2 separate regions of the Xenopus tropicalis genome follow, and region 1 is linked to region 2. Evidence: chromatin contacts called from public Hi-C data. All regions are on one chromosome and are shown on one strand. Each heading gives the region's core, a stretch centred on a gene start, on an enhancer-like site or on the middle of the called end of the contact. The rest is flanking DNA. Distances are from core to core; before and after follow the strand shown. Region 1 holds the start of cebpd (CCAAT enhancer binding protein delta). Region 2 overlaps spidr (scaffold protein involved in DNA repair).

Evidence for each region. Hi-C and Micro-C count contacts between places; a contact is called where the count stands out from the background.
Region 1: a contact with region 2 is called in a Hi-C map of liver, with 4 times the contacts expected there. The contact joins the promoter of cebpd here to the enhancer-like site in region 2. A contact is called at or near these places in 3 of 5 Hi-C or Micro-C datasets (brain, liver and tailbud embryo).

Annotation. Positions count from the first base shown.
Region 1 is chr6:113,141,171-113,143,870 of UCB_Xtro_10.0, reverse strand. It overlaps cebpd (CCAAT enhancer binding protein delta), which reads left to right and starts at 1,327. Exons shown (of 1, transcript NM_001030414.1): 1 at 1,327-2,700. The coding sequence starts at 1,524. The coding sequence ends at 2,246.
Region 2 is chr6:113,078,353-113,081,052 of UCB_Xtro_10.0, reverse strand. The region is part of intron 8 of spidr (scaffold protein involved in DNA repair); the gene reads right to left. Among named protein-coding and RNA genes, the nearest start is that of cebpd, 63 kb to the left of the region's middle. Within about 2 kb of position 1,357, at least 7 of the 11 cell types and tissues checked have an H3K27ac peak or open chromatin away from gene starts, as enhancers often do. A contact at or near this core is called in liver, where this site is marked.

The DNA of each region.
Region 1 (2,700 bases), core at 78-2,577, 63 kb before region 2:
GTCCCACACTATTCCTATGCCCCACACTATTCCCTATGTCCCACACTATTCCCTATGCCCCACACCATTCCCTATGTCCCACACCATTCCCTATGCCCCACACCATTCCTATGTCCCACACCACTCCCTATGCCCCACACCATTCCCTATGCCCCACACCATTCCTATGCCCCACACCATTCCCTATGCCCCACACCATTCCCTATGTCCCACACCATTCCCTATGTCCCACACCATTCCCTATGTCCCACACTACTCCCTATGTCCCACACCATTCCCTATGCCCCACACCATTCCCTATGTCCCACACTATTCCCTATGTCCCACACCATTCCCTATGTCCCACACTATTCCTATGCCCCACACTATTCCTATGCCCCACACCACTCCCTATGTCCCACACCATTCCCTATGTCCCACACTATTCCCTATGCCCCACACTATTCCTATGCCCCACACTATTCCTATGCCCCACACTATTCCCTATGCCCCACACTATTCCTATGCCCCACACTATTCCTATGCCCCACACTATTCCTATGCCCCACACTATTCCCTATGCCCCACACTATTCCTATGCCCCACACTATTCCTATGCCCCACACTATTCCCTATGCCCCACACTATTCCCATGTCCCACACCATTCCCTATGCCCCACACCATTCCCTATGCCCCACACCATTCCCTATGCCCCACACCATTCCCTATGCCCCACACCATTCCCTATGTCCCACACTATTCCCTATGCCCCACACTATTTCTATGTCCCACACCATTCCCTATGCCCCACACCATTCCCTATGCCCCACACTATTCCCTATGCCCCACACCATTCCCTATGCCCCACACCATTCCCTATGCCCCACACTATTCCCTATGCCCCACACTATTCCCTATGCCCCACACTATTCCCTATGCCCCACACCATTCCCTATGCCCCACACTATTCCCTATGCCCCACACTATTCCCTAGTAGGCGCTGTACTCTATGTGTGACTATTTGGCAACTTGTATTTGTGCCAGGGCGCCACTGTCCCAATGTAACGGGCTACGGGCGGCGCACTGTATGCGTTTCATGAAGTTGCTGCCCGCCAGCTAAGCTCCGCCATGCCCAGGCACACTTTTCTATCGCGGCTCTACTGATCCCCATCCTGACAGGCGGCAAAACCCCAGCTCGCCTGACAGCGCTTCCTGCTGAGAGGGTTAAACCTGGAGCTGATACGGATTCCAGGCCCCGCCCCCTGTCTTGCGTCACGTAGAGGCGGGAGATACGGTATATAAGGGAGGAGTAGAGCAGTAGCAGGAGTAGAAGTCTGTGACAGATCAGACCCAGAGAGCCTGACAGGCAGCCAATCCGCGCAGCTAGAAGAGACCCAGTCACTGCAGAGCCACTCACATGAGCTCGGTGCCGATGAGCCTGGAGGCGCGCTGTCTGTCCCCCTATGCAGCCTGGTACATGGAACCCACCAACTTCTACGAGCAACGGCTGAGCGGCTCCCCTGCCCCATGCAAGCCGAGAGCCATGTGCGAGGAGCCCGCTGTGGGCAGTGGGGGCACCCTGGCAGAGCTAAGCGCTGCCCCTGCCATCTATGACGATGAGAGCGCAATAGACTTCAGCTCGTACATAGACTCCATGGCCTCCGTGCCCAACCTGGAGCTGTGCAACGACGAGCTGTTCGCGGACCTGTTCAACTCCAGCAAAGCGGTTGGAGAGCGGCAGGAGTGCGGCGGGGGTGACTACCTGAGCGGGCTCTTGGCGGCACCTCCCTGCCCTGGCACAGCTGGCAAAGGGCATCTCAAGCAAGAGCCGGAGTGGAGCGACAGCGACTTGTCCTCTTCGCTGCCCAACCAAATCGCAGCCTGTGCCCAGACAAGCATGAGCCTGCAGCCCACCCCTCCCACCTCCCCGGAGCCCAGCACCTCAGCCTGCCCTTCCCCGGCTTCCCCCAGCTCCTGCGGCAAAGACAGGACGGGCAAGAAGCTGTTAGATCGCTACAGCCCCGAGTACCGGCAGCGCAGGGAGCGCAACAATATCGCCGTGAGGAAGAGCCGCGACAAAGCCAAAAAGCGCAACATAGACATGCAGCAGAAGCTGCTCGAACTCTCCTCGGAGAACGAGAAACTGCACAAAAAGATCGAACTTCTCACCAGGGACTTGAGCAGCCTCCGGCACTTCTTCAAACAGCTGCCCCCCACCGCCACCAGCACCTTCCTGCCCAGCCTGACGGGCATTGACTGCCGGTAACCCGCCCCCAGCCCAGGACTTTATAACCTCCTATACCTCATTCCAGACATGGCCCTCCTGCGGCCCTCCAGCCTCGGCTCCGGTACAGTCGCTACAGGGAGATGGGGATCAGCTGGAGCTGGAGGGCTGCCTGTGAGACTTTGCTGCAACATCTCCCACAGCAAGAGGGGGCCTCACACCACCTGGGACACTTGCCCTGCCCCCTCTTACAGACTGAGCCAAAGACTTATCACATCTTTAATATATATGTATAATATTTAGTGCAATAAGACATTTGCAAGGTATTACCAGTGGGTAGTGCCCTGCAGGAAATGGGAGAGAATCGGGCATCATCTCAACCCTTTCAGTGCCAGAGCTCGTTCAAGCTGCATCTTGGCCATGGCAGGTGTAACTAGGAGTATTGCTCCATAGGCATTGGGCCCATTTCTTGCCCACTGTGTGCATGATAGGTGCA
Region 2 (2,700 bases), core at 108-2,607:
GTTTAACATAGTGGGAGAGTATACGAACATAGTTTGGAGGTTGCAAATAAGCCTTAATACCTTAGGCAAAACAAGAAATTATATATGTAGACCCCATACCTTTTTGGGGGGGGGAGATAGGGTTGTCTATTGTAAATCAGGTTGCTTAGAATTGCTGACTCGGGTGGGCGTCTCCCCTTCCGAGTGGGTTAGTTATGTAGTAATCCCATTTAGACCATACCTTTTTCCAGTTCTCTTGGGTGCCTCTGACATTGGCGGTCATATATTCCATTTCCCTCATATCTTTCATCTTCCTTAGTACATCGTTAAGTTTGGGGGGATTCGGGTTCTTCCATTGTGATGTAATGGCTAGTCTAGATGCCGTTAGTATGTAATTTGTAAGTCGTTGTTCTGCATAGGTAAGGCTGGGAATTGGTTTACCTACTAGTGTTATGTAAATATCTAAGTTCACTTTCCTTAGAAAAATACATGACAGTAGTTCTTCTATTGTTTTCCACAGTGGTACAATTTTAGAGCATGACCATAAAATATGTTGTAAAGTACCCTTCTGACCGCAACCTCTCCAGCAAAAAGGAGATGTACCTGGGAACATGTGGTTGAGTTTTACAGGTGTATCATACCAGAAATACATGGATTTATATATGCTTTCCTTCTGTCTAACGCATGTCACATTTCTCCTGGCGTTGTCCCATATTTCACCCCAATCCTCTATTGAAAGGGTGGTAGAGGTGATCTCTTCCCATTTTAGCATATATGAATGTTTAGGGAAGGGGTCCTCTGGTAATGCATTCAGTCATATATTCATTTTTGTACCATGTACTATGTACCAAGGTAAATCCAATTTACCAAACCAGAAGGACTCATAAGTTCTAAAAATAATGGTACCGTAAGTTGAGCAACTTAATTCATCTTTAGCATCAGGGATAAAAAGATCATCATGGGTGCTATTTCACAGTGTTTGCTGCCCTTATCACCGTGGACTGTACATTCAGTGATCTACAGGGCACCCTGCATTAGTAATAAAAGTGTAAGTTTTCAGCAAGGCGACTCCCCCACCCTTCCCCTTTCATCTTGTTTCTATTTAGTGACTAACAGCATGTACAATACAAAGTTCATATAAATACATCCAATGACACCATGACTAACATCTCTGTTTCCATCAGCAGATCCCGGCCCAATACACAGACACTGCACGCTAGAGGATGATTTGAGCTCATGTTAACCAGCTACAGCTGGCGCTTCACAGCTATAAAAAGCACTAATGAAAACAAAAATATTGGCTTCACCGCCCTCTAGCCTCCTTGTCAAGGCTATGCAACTGGACTACCCTTTGTGAGGGCTCTGTGTGAATGAATTAGCTGATCAAAACCAGCTCTCTCTGGTTCTCTGAAGTTTGTTTACTGAACAGCGTGTGCCGAGGCACATACTGAAGGTGGGGAGTATGCATGACAAGGGAGAAAGGGGGGGGGGGAGAAAAGAAGCAGAAATCACATGATGCCCTGACTTCAGCAGCCAACATTCTTGACAAAGTGAATGTAACCCTAGTACAGAACAAATAGGAAATGGAAAAGGCTGTAAATCAGGAAACCACGGGCTTACCAGAAAAAAAAAAAAAGTATTCCAAAAAATTAATTAATGTTTATGGAATGTGACTGTCAACTCTAATCAATGTATCAGTAACAGCAAGGAGTGCCATAGGCATGAGGAAGCAAACCCTAATGTGCTTTTATGGATAACAAATAATAAACACACAACTATGTCTGCTTATCCATTACAATACTGTGAGTCCATGTAGAAGGCTAAAACAAAGTATCTCTCAAGCAGTGCCTATATTGGTCTGAAGGGGGCCATACACTTAAGGATCTGCTTGTTTGGTGATATCACAAAATTAGCAGATCCTTCCCAGATATGCCCACTTTTGCCCTCAAGGTCATATAGACTATATGCGGGCTGCGAGGCTAGGAACGCATCAATGAGCCAATTATAAGCCAATGCACATTTCATTCAACACTCAGACTAGCTGGCCAGATGTTTTGATTTTCCATTTCCAACTCCATAGAATGTTGGCCAAAAATCCTGATTATGTACAATTTAGCCAAATGGTGCTGATCTGACATGTATGTAAACCAAATAAAAGGTAAGAGCTACTGCTGATTTCGTTTGAACACAGACCCTATCAACACGGACTGCATGGCAGTCACACAGAATGGCCAGCCAAGGGACCCAAACCTAAGCAATTAATGCTGCATAAAAAGGCACCGTAAGCCTATGTCCACATTGCAGGTTATAAACCTAACCTAAGGAACAGTTGTCTGTGTTTATATAAAGACAGTCTTCAGTTACCAGGGATCTATTCATTGTAGTATAGGTGCATATTAAATACTTATTCTCAGCACGGATTTCTCAGTCCATACTATTGTATTTATAAAAAAAAAAAAAGTAATTGTAAGGGTCTGGCATGAAAAGTTTACCATCTGATTTAGCACCTTGCTGAATTAAAATGCAATCCACCATATGCAATAAAAGGTACAACCCACAGCAACCAATGATATGCTTTTAAACAGGTGACCAGTAAATGCCACCTGCTGATTGGTTACTATAGGTTATAAGCACAGTAGCAAATGTTGTACCTTATATTACACAACCACGGGGGGTTAATATTGCAAAATACTAAGCTTTGGTTTAACATCAATAAATAAG